Linked DNA regions of Sus scrofa: region 1 is linked to region 2. A link is a contact called in public HiChIP or PLAC-seq data. All regions are on one chromosome and are shown on one strand. The core of a region is the stretch at or near the end of the contact, and the rest is flanking DNA. Distances in the headings are between cores, read along the strand shown. Region 1 overlaps MAN1C1 (mannosyl-oligosaccharide 1,2-alpha-mannosidase IC). Region 2 holds the start of MAN1C1 (mannosyl-oligosaccharide 1,2-alpha-mannosidase IC).

Region 1 (5,533 bases), core at 1,948-4,447, 100 kb before region 2:
TGGGCATCACCTCCCCCAGGCCTTGGTCCCTGCCTAGACACCTGCAAAGCTGGAAGCCAAGTGGGTCCCAGACCTGGTCACAGGCCTCAAGCCAGACGCCCGCCCCGCCGCCCCTCTCAGCCATCTCGAGGGCAGCAGGTTAGAGCAGCTCCGAGCAGATAACCACTCTTCTCTTCCCAGAGTCCCTGTTGCTGCTGTTCTGTCAGACAGACTCAGTCCCACAAGGGGCTTCTGGGTGTGAGCAATGTGCCCAGAGCCCAGCGAGGGGAAGCAAGGCTGTCTTCCATGCCAGGGAGATCAGGCTGGTAAGTACTCATGAGCCAGCCAGGGGTGGCGGGATGTCCCCCGCCTTAAGGCTGGTTTGAGGGGAGGGGCCTCAGCATGAGGGCATGGAGCCCCACTTCCAAGAATGCTCTGCTGGGCAGCCTGGGTCTCAGAGGTGATGGCGGTGGGGGAGCTGGTAGCTGATCTCTCCAGTCCCTTCTGGCCCTAATACCCCAGGGTCTCTGACTTACCACATTCAGGTGGAAGCTTTCTTCTACCCAGGCCTTGGCCTCCTGGAACTCCTCCTTCAGCTCCATGAGGTAGAGGGTGTCGAGGGAGTCAATGACTGTGGCCCCGCTGAGGCCTCCTGCAGGCACAGAGGATGAAGCTGTGACTCAGGGTCATTCTGACCCTTTCCACTCCAACCATGTGAGCCACCATTCCCCAGGCCTCCTCTAAACACCTGGCCAGGCTCTCGGGCACCATCCAGGGGGACTCTGGGCCTTTGAAGGCATGTCTAAGACCCAGAGTCCTGCTATGGGCTGCTTCCTCCTCAGGACAGCAAAGAGTGGGTGGCAGGTCAGGGAGACCAAGTTTAATGGCTGAGCCATTTCCCAGAACTTGGTCCACTCTTATGTCTGCCAGCAAGTCAACCATCAGTGCCAGCCAGGCATCTGCCACCTTTCTCTGAGGCTGGGGGTGGCGGGGATGGGGCAGATGAACTGACTTGGGGGTCTACAGAATCATAACAAATGTTCCAGTCCTCTGACTCTTCAATTTCATTTCTTTTTTTCTTTTTCTTTTTTTTGTCTTTTTGCCATTTCTTGGGCTGCTCCCGCAGCATATGGAGGTTCCCAGGCTAGGGGTCCAATTGGAGCTGTAGCCACCGGCCTATGCCAGAGCCACAGCAACGCGGGATCCAAGCTGCGTCGGCGACCTACACCACAGCTCATGGCAACGCCGGATCCTCAACCCACTGAGCAAGGGCAGGGATCGAACCCACAACATCATGGTTCCCAGTCGGATTCGTTAACCACTGCGCCACGACGGGAACTCCTCAATTCCATTTCTTAATTTATTCTAAGGAAAAAAAGATGTTCATAAATATCGATCCAGAAAGATACTTATTGCAGCATATAATGGGTGAAAGTTGGGGAAAAAAACCCTCAAGTCCAACAATAGTGGATTCGTTATACCCATTGTGGCTTGTATATAAAATAGGACACTATGCAGACATGCACACAGGTGAGGAAGACCTGTGTTAGCTGGGGCACCATCCATGGGATCTGTTAAACTAAAAAAAAAGTAGATTGAAAAAAAAAAAGGCAATAGAATTTCTTTACTGTATGCCACCATGGACACAATTAAGTCTGGCAGGACATGATTCAGTGGCTATCTCCTCTCTATGCTGGGATTATAGGTGCTTCTTGATTTCTTCAGCTCATGGATTATTTTTATAACCAGAAATTAATTAATTTCTCTTCCTTCCTTCCTTCCCTTTCTTTCTTGGAAACAGTTTGGGCAAAGCAACCAACAAATGCAAAACCCAAAGATTCCGTGGCCACTCTTGCTCTAAGCCCGTGAGTACATAAAGCATGAGCTACCAGGCTTGGCCCCTGCCTCGGGGCCTTAGAATCTTGTCCTGGAAATAAAGGCTGAGAAAATGGAGCAGTTTTCCACATCACAGACTGGATAGCAGAGTGACGAAGACGACATTCCCATGAGGGACAGCCAGGGCCTGGCTGGTAGAGGACGGTGACGGGGCGGGGGAGGAGCTTGCTTGGTGCCATCTGGAGGGCTTCCGAAGAGATGGCAGCCTCCAATCAACTCCTTCTGAGTACAGTCATTGCAGGCAGCAGCAATTTCTTTTAGGGACTAGAGGGTAGCTTAAGAGGAGCAATTGTTTCTTCAGTGTCCTCCTTGCATAGGCTCAAAGCATTGAGACACAGGGGCTCCAACTTCCCCCAGTGAACACAAGAGCTTGCTGACAGGCGCCGCGGGCCCCACTTGAGTCTGAAGCACGGCTTTGTGGCCCCCCTCTCCCGCATTCAGAGTTCACATTTAATCTCCTTAATTAGTGCTTCCCTAGCTGCTCACTCGTGTTGACTTTGCAGGCAGAGAATCCTTGTGAAACCCAAACACTTAACCGCCTCTCTAGACTGGGCAAGGTCTAATAAATTAAAAAAAGGCATGGCCCGGAAAAGGATGGGAGGGAGATCCAGGAGAAGTTGGAGGTTAAAGACCCATTTCCAGAAGGGAGGGTTTGCCAGGAAGAGTGGAGGGAGGGAAGGGTGGGGGCACGCGGACGCTTTGCAATCCAGAGGCACGTGTCCTGGGATGGCTTTGGCACTTGGGTTGAAGTGAATTTCCAGAGTGTCAATCCTTCCTACACTTAGGGATTAGTAGGCAAACGTACTCAAAGCCAAACAAAGTTGATCTTTTCCTGGTTTATCCTGGCTGCCTCCCCTGTAGGTGTCCAAGGCTGAACACAGTTCAAGGGAACTCCTTACCCGCCTGAGGTGCCCAGGCCTTGGGGCATTGATGGGCCACATGTGGACAGAGGCTGAGAGAGTCCTGGTGTCCATACTCCTGGCTCTGAAGCCAGGCCCTCTTCCTGTTAACCACGGGGCCTCAAACCTGACTTCTTAAAGGCCTGGAGGGGTTTCTGAGATCCCACTCCCTTACCCCTAAATTTCATAGATGAGGACCCCAGGGAGGTCCCGCCCCAGATAAGACTGAGGGAGGCGTGGAGCCCCAGCCAGGGCCCAGTGTGGTGTGTTTTCCACAAGGAAAGGGGCCTTCAATTCCCCGTGAAGACAATTTCAGCTCTGCTTGCTAACCCCTCCCCCGCAGGGGCAGGAGGCTGCTCTGACCAGTGAAGAGGAGCCCAGGCTGTGTGTCCTTCAAGGCCAAGGGAGGGGAGGCCCGGAGTATCTGATTTCTGAATCCTGCCCCAGGCTGCCTGGTGTTTTCACCCCACGGGCCCTCTGTCCCCTGGGCCGACCCTGAGCCCAGAGTCCCCACGGCCTCAGCTGGGCCGGGAGGGCAGCCAGGGCACCTCATGACCAGCTATCCTTCCTAAACACTCCCGAGGCAGCTCGCTAAGAGATCTGTTGGCAAGTTCTGCCCCTGCTCTTGGGTTCCTGAGGCCTCCTCTCCTCCCCGCCCCCGCCCCCTCCCCAACACGGCTAGGCTGCAGGCCAGGAAGTCACTTATTGGAACGCTTTTTCTTTCAGGCCAGGGGTTACCTGGCGGCCAGGCTGGGCAGGAGAGAAGGCCCTATCCTGGATTCAACTCTATCTGCACCTGCAGCGGCCTGGGGAGCTCCCCGGGGGAAAAAGACACTTGCCCATTCAGTAAACAGACCCCCAACGGGCACGGACAGTCAGGCAGCCCGCCTGGAAGCTTTGGTTCCTGGGTCTGGAACCCTCGCTGTGCACAAAGGACCCCCGCTCCCTCCCCTTCCTGACAGGCAGGAGGCAGTGAGATCTGTTAAAAGAACACATCTTTGGGTTCAAATCCGGACTTGGGCCAGCAACACATTTGTTGTCAGTGTTAAAGTTCTCACCTGTAAAATGAGGTGAAGACCACTGGGCTGGGGTACTAGGGAGCCACTGAGGGTTCCTGAGCTGGTGGGTAACGGTATCATATAATACATCTGATAAAGACATCTACACATGCCTGGCACAGAGTAAGTGCTTGACAAATCAATTCATTGTTCTTATCTCTGGGGGTCCTTAGCTCCCCTTGAAACACTGGCCTGGCCAGGGAGATGCTGATTCAAATCCTGGCTCAATTATGCATAAGCTGTGTACAAGCGCAAGTCACTATACCTCACTGAGCCCCATTTTTCTCATCTGCAAAATGGAAATTATAGTAGGACCCACCTCGTAAGGCTGCTGGGAGGGATAAATGGGGCAGTGGATGGAAAGGAGGTAGCACAACGTTGGGTACATGTGAGCTTGCCCCCATAAACAGAAGCTGGTCCTGGGCAGCCCTTCCACAACGGCTTCTGGGGTCGCTGAGACTTTGTGATGCTCCTGCAGTATGGCTTTTCCCCACCCTGTAGGGCAGTGTGGGCATGAGGCGCAGCTTGCAAAAGCCTTGGCCGAAATTAAGGGAAAAGCGTCATATGGGTCCCACCTGCATCTGCTGCTGAGCCTTTGTACCCCTGACTTGAATGTGCCCCTGCCTCTGAAAGGGTCTACCTACTTCCAGGACCCCTCCCTTCCACTCCAATTCACCCTGTACACTGTCCCTGACCTGTCTTCCTAAAACCAGATCCACTGTGCCCCTCCCCGGCTCAGGAACCTGCAATGGCTTCTCAATACCCATGCACTAAGTACACGGTAGTGGTCAAGCCTTTTGGGCTTCAAAGGATCTGGCTAATATCACCTCCCAACAAGCTCTGCTTCCTGGACACAGGCTGCACGCTCCAGCCTCCCTACCCCTGCACATATGGTCTTGCCAACAAGACTTCTTTGTGCATCCGGGCATAGACAAAACCTATACCTTCTTCAAGGCCTCCTCCCGGCAGCCTTCCCTGATTGCAGCCAGCCAACCTCCTGCCCAGAGAGCTCCCAAAGCACTTTCTCAGGCGTCCCGCTCAGTGTTCTCCATTCCCACTCTGCACTGTGGAGCTGTCTCGCCCCCTAACTAGACAGTGAGCTCCTTGAGGTCAAAGGTTCCCACCACCTCTCTTGCACCCCTTCCCTGCCTTACCTCCAAGCAACCACAAGGGCCAGAGCCCTCAACCCCAACGGGCCACTCGCCATTCCCTGCAACCTCAGCAGATGCCTCGACTTCAGTGACTGCTACAAAGTCTGCTAGGATCGCCTTCCCCATGCCACCTTCTCCCGTGCGGGCTAGAGCCCACCCCAGCGCCTCCTGGTCCAGGAAGCCATTGTGGTCCTCTGCTTGAGGTCTGCATGGAGTCTCTCCCTCCCTGAGAAGTCTTCCCCAGCCCTCAGGGCCCACCCTCTGTGCCCCTACCCTGTGCACCCTCATCCCCAAGAGAAGTGCTCCTGTCCTCATCACACTATAAAGGAGGCATCCATTTACTGTCCCTGTCCTCGTAATAGCAGGGGCTCAGCCTGCAGCAGATTGGTCTCCATGCTCAAGAGCCAGCTGCTGAGTGAGAGGGGGAGGCAGCAGGCCTGGAGACCACGCTGGCCCATCTCTGGAGCCTGTCCTAACTCCCTGGCATCATGCTCGCTCTGTGCTGGGTCTTGGCGTTCAGGATGCCACTCTTCATCTTCCCAGTGCCAGC
Region 2 (5,184 bases), core at 1,949-4,448:
CGAGTTAATTCTTAATCCTTTGGGGGATCCTTTTGAAAACCTGACGGCAGCGCTATGCTCCATGAAAAACTGCACATGCGCATTTTATATGCAATATCACTGGGCGTTATTGCTCTCCAAGCAGGTATAATAGGGTTAATGTGCTCAGAGGCAGCTTTGGGAAAGGGAGCTGGGGTGGTTCAGGTGAGTGTTCAACAAGACAGCTCCTTAACCAACAAAGGAGAAATAATGGCCCTTCCTCAGCCTTGCAAGTTTCAGAGGTTAACTGTGGGATTTCAACAGAAATTTAGAAACTGCGATTGTGCATACATACAAAATAAGGACTCATCTTTGTGGTTTTCTATCTTGACATCACAAAACGTCCAGTGATTGCTAGTTGAGATAGAGTCTCCACAAGGCTTAGCATGGAAGGCTGAGTAACAGGAGCGGAGATGAGTAGGGGAGAAGTGGGTGTTGGGAGAGAGGACAGACTGGAGAGGGAGAGGGGGGACAGCTAAGCTCTCCACTGGCTCTCAGTAAGTCCTGGCAGGGCAGGTCCTGACCCTTGCTGCCTGCCCCTTCCGGAAATCAGAGCAGACTTGCTTACTGCTTTGCAGCAAACCAAGAACTCCAGACAGAAGCAGTCCTTTCCTTCTGGGCCCACGGGCATGGGGGAGCATCCTCTTATTTCTAGGAAGGAGACCCTGGCCCACTGCTTGCCCACAGCCCCCTCGTGGCCCGGGGGTGTCACTGCAGCCCCCTCTGCAATGCTGGGCAAAATCCTCATGCAGGAGGTTCCAACAGCAGGCAGCTCCAACAGTGGTTGAGTAGAACATTTAGTTATCAGTGGTGGCTTGGCAACAGTCTTCAAGCCATGGTGAGGCGAATTTGCTTTTGGTTTCTTGAACTAATACTAAGATTCAGACTTAAAGTGATCCTTCTAACCTCTCTCTGGTAAAATCCCTGCAGGGCACAAGTCCAAGACCTGCTTCATTAAGGCAATAACCTCAGAGCTTCTATAACATTACCACTGCCTTATTGATCACTGCTCCCTGCATCACATGCGATTATGTACAATTGTTCCAAAGCTCAATAGAAACAGTTAGCAAGAATGCACAACATTCTCTGGTTTGTAGGTTGCTGGCTTGATTACAAAATACTTGCAAGACACCAAATACCCCCCAAATCCTTGATTTCCAGGTAGTAGATTCTACAGGAGTTTGGGAGAAGTCGTGACTGAAGGACACACATTAAGAAAGAACGTGGCCTTGGTCCCTTCAAGGAGAAAGGTTGTCCATTAATGAACCTTACTAGCAACTCCATCAAAATCTTATCGGCAACCCTACAAAGAGAGGGAGCAGAGCCCACCTGGACTGAGGACTGGACTAGAAAGACCAGAGTCTGCAGATGGGGCAAAGTTGGTCCAGTGGTTCAGCTACCACCTGCTAGGCGTGGGGATGATTAACTGAACCCAGTGGTGGAAAAGTGTGCAGGAAGGAGTGAAGGTAGGAAGTTTTGGAGGAGAGAGGAGGGTGCAGAGTGTGCCTAGAGGGCCTAGAGTAGACCAGCGTGCAGGGGAGTGACTGGGGCCCAGGGCAAATGGATGGAAGCACAGTGGGTCTTTTCTTTCATGAGGGAAAGACAGTCCTTACCTCCTTGATTTTCTCCCGTTGGGTTTGAACTAGGCTCTGGGGCTCCTTACTCTTGTTGGCCCCAGTCCCCAGGACCGGGTGGCGGAGGCGGCTCCTGAAGGCGTTGAAGTCAAAGCTAGACTGGATGCTCCCCTCCTGGGGTCTGAGGGGGGCCGCGGCAACCTCCTCCCGTAACTCAACGAGGCGGGTGCGCCTTGGCCATCCTTTCCGACTGCGGGGACTGGCTTGGCTGCTGGGATCGTCCTTGCCTGGTGCTGGAGCCGCGGGGGCCGGGTTGGGAGGTGACTCCGGCTCGCGGGCCAGAGAGTGGCCGGCGACTTGGGCCACTGCCTCCATGCCGGGCTGCTGGGTCCGGGGGGCCAGGAAGAGGCGCTTGAGGCGAGAAGAGTTGGGCAGCAGGAAGAGGGCCCCGAAGCACAGGGTGATGAGGCCGGAGAGGAAGAGAAGGAAGAGGAACTTCTGCGGCAGCCGCAGCCCCCACGAGGAGGCCGGGACGAAGCCGGGCACTTTCCTCATGAGCATCGTGGCCGGGCACAGGGCTAGGGACAGTCAGCTCCAGCCAGGCCCCTGAGGCCCTTGGAGTCCAGGCACTTGTCAGCTGGGGGCTCGGGGAGAGTAGGTCGTCGAGGAGCGTCTCTCGGGGTGGGTGTCCCTGAGAGCTTCGCCTCTCGGGGACGGCTCCTGAAGTTCAGGGAGTTTGGGGCGCGTCCTCCCGCGCCGGGGTGGGGGCGCAGCGACCTCGGCGGGGCCCGGGCGAGCGAGGCGGCGGGGCCCGGGCCCGCAAGGGTCGGCCGCCTGCCGCAGCCCTTTCTCCGGCCGCCGCTCAGCCCCTCCTCGCAGCGGCCGGAGCTCCCGGGGCCCGCGCCTTCCCGCGCTGCGGCCGCCGCCGGGGCCGTCACATGCCGTCCACGGCGCCCACGCTGTTGGCGCGGAGGGGAGCCCGCAGGCCTCGTCCCCGCGCCGAGCCGCCCTCAACCCCTCGGCCCAAAGTTTTAGCCTCAGAAGCAGTTTCCAGAAGGGGCCACCTTCTGGGGGCGAAGCGGCAGCGGGGCTGGAGTGTCAGTGGCGCTCAGAGAGCGCGCCGGCCCAGCCGGGTCGCGGCAGTGCCGGGGCTCGGCTAAGGGGACGCGTCCACAACTTTGCTCCGCCGCGGAGCGGGCGCCGGCGAGCGGGAGCAGACACTTCGGAGCCTGCAGGGGTAGGGGCTTCCCGGGTCCCCAGGAGCAGAGGGATGCCCGAGCCCTGGTCCGGTGCCCGGCACCGTCCGCGACCAGCCGCGGCGGGGCGGCTGCAGCTGCGCCCGGGAGTGCGAGCTCCCGCCCCGCCAACTCGGTGGGGCTCCGGGTTCCTGCTGGGATCACCTGTTCCCGGTCCCCGCCGGCTCCGCGGAGCGCGCAGTCCCGGCTGCGCCTCCCCCGCTGCAGCTGGCCTCCTCTCAGCGGCCGCTCCAGACGGGCCGCTGCAGCCGCAGGCTGAGCCTCCTCCACCGCCGCCGCCGCCGCCGCCGCCACCGCCGGCGCCGCCGCTGCCGAGCCTGCGCCCCACAGGCGCGCACACCGCCCGGACGCCCCCGCCGCTGCCGCCGCAGCTCCGGCTTTCACTGAGACAGCACCCTCGGCCCCGCCTCCCGTCGGGCCACGCCCTCGGGCCACGCCCACTGCGCGCGTCCCGCGGTCCACCACCGCCGCGGCGCCGCAGCCAGGCCAATGGCCTCGCGGCTGGAGTAAGGAGTGCAGGGCCTGAGCCCGGGTGGGGAGAGGAGCTGGGACTCCAAGCCACGCCCCCTTCCTCAAAGGGCCGGCGCCGAGCACACTACCCCCACCCCCACCCCGCCCCATCCCGCCGGCACCAATGGTCCAGTTGCGCGGGGTTGGCGAGGGCGGGGGTGGAGAGCGGAGCGAGGTCATTGGCTGCCTCGGAGGGATCCCCGTTGGGCCGCAGTCGCCCATTGGTTAGTGCCCAGCATTCTCTGGACTGGGAGAGACCGAGACACCGCCTCCCACCCTTGTCCCCGCCCTCGCCGCTACAGTTGTCGGTCCCCCGGAGGGGGCACGAGCCCCAGCTGGTCTGGAGGGTTCTCGTAGTGGTTTGGTAATCTCACTCACCCCTCTGTGCCAGTCCGGGATTGGCGGGGAGCTGGAGGCCTGCCCAGGGAACCCGAGAGCTTCCGCAGGGGCGGCCGTGGTGCTGCTGTGGCAGGCTGTGAGGAAGGGCTGGCTGGAGCCAAGCCAACCCGGCGGTTGGGCCGGGCTAAGGCAGTGTTTCCACTAGACCCCCTCCCGCAGACCACAACTCTGCCTTCCTTTTCCCACAGCCCCAAACCAGGCCGGCCCCCTGGGTAGGGCAGATAAAGAAGCTAACCGCAGCGGTGCCAGAGCAAGGAAGGAGAAGGAACCTTGGTCATGTGCGCAGAAGACCATACACATCAGGTGATGTGCGTACCCAGATGCCTGCGTGTGTTTATGTGCACATGTGTGCTCCAGTGCATAGACATGGATGCACTCAGAGATTGCATGTGGGTGTGTACCTGCACACAAACATACACTTAATTTAGGTATGGACGCCAAGTGATTTTCCAAAGTACATGAAGACATATCAGTACAAGTACTGACATGCACAAACTCAGACACACAATAGATAGGTTCAAAAACATGCACTTATACACACAGTCAGGCTTATATTCCTAGACACAGGTGTATCTCAACCCCAAGACCCTCACACCTTCCTTCCAGGATTCAATTCTCTCTGCATCTTCCCTTTCTGTTAAACCAAACCCAAGGCAGAGAAACATTGTGTTGTGTGGGTCTTTCATGCAAGACACTTTATAGAGACAAATAGCAGAGGGAGAGACAAATTAAGAGGTGTAATAGGCAAGAGGGAAAATATCTGCTTTCAGCTGTAATTTAAAATGAAATGCAGTGTTGATGAGACAGAAAATACTGCAGGGAGGCCTTTGCTACAGAAGAAGTAGCCCAGGCAGGCTCTCACCTCATAAATCTTGCTTCTTCCCTGAGGCCTTTTACATGATGGGCCACTGGGACTCAGACATCCTTCTACCTCTGGCCAGGCCACTGACAGCAGACCCTCCCCTGATATTCAAACATCCTGAGTGTGCAAATCTCTTTCAATTGAAAACAAAAGATTGCTCTGGGTAACAGGTGCAAATATTTTGGTCACTCCCAACCCCACAAGTACACCCAACTTAAATGTCAATTCTGATTCAGATGTTTCAGTCTCTCATGAGTTTGACTGGCAGGAGTCAATTCCCTGGAACCAGCTGTGAACATCAGAGACAAGCATGTGACCCACCGGGATGCTGGCTAGGCTCCTTCCAATCTCCAACACACAAGCATCTCCCTCCCAGGACCCACGTTAGGAAGGGGGAGCCTTGTCTTTGGAGAACCAGGCAGCACCCCACATAGCTCTACATTGAGAGTGTAGGAGAATCACTGTTTAAAGTCCCCCGAGAAGGGAGGACCCAGGAGAAGGGGAGGAGGGTGAGGCTGAGGCTCAGAAGGCTGTGTCTGTTGGGACTCGTTCCTTACTGTCATTG

What was found. HiChIP or PLAC-seq counts read pairs in DNA pulled down with a chosen protein or histone mark.
Region 1: an H3K27ac HiChIP or PLAC-seq map of skeletal muscle shows a contact between it and region 2, with 4 times the contacts expected there. The contact joins the enhancer-like site here to the promoter of MAN1C1 in region 2. A contact is called at or near these places in 3 of 5 promoter capture datasets (liver and skeletal muscle), 19 of 47 Hi-C or Micro-C datasets (adipose tissue, alveolar macrophages, blood and 11 more) and 1 of 2 datasets of contacts at active chromatin or transcription factors (skeletal muscle).

Annotation. Positions count from the first base shown.
Region 1 is chr6:83,190,160-83,195,692 of Sscrofa11.1, reverse strand. MAN1C1 (mannosyl-oligosaccharide 1,2-alpha-mannosidase IC) reads right to left here. Exons shown (of 12, transcript XM_021095595.1): 3 at 516-631. Among named protein-coding and RNA genes, the nearest start is that of SELENON, 54 kb to the left of the region's middle. Within about 2 kb of position 3,197, at least 23 of the 83 cell types and tissues checked have an H3K27ac peak or open chromatin away from gene starts, as enhancers often do. A contact at or near this core is called in adipose tissue, liver, mesenteric adipose tissue and 4 more, where this site is marked.
Region 2 is chr6:83,087,956-83,093,139 of Sscrofa11.1, reverse strand. MAN1C1 (mannosyl-oligosaccharide 1,2-alpha-mannosidase IC) reads right to left here and starts at 3,198. Exons shown (of 12, transcript XM_021095595.1): 1 at 1,632-3,198. The coding sequence starts at 2,153.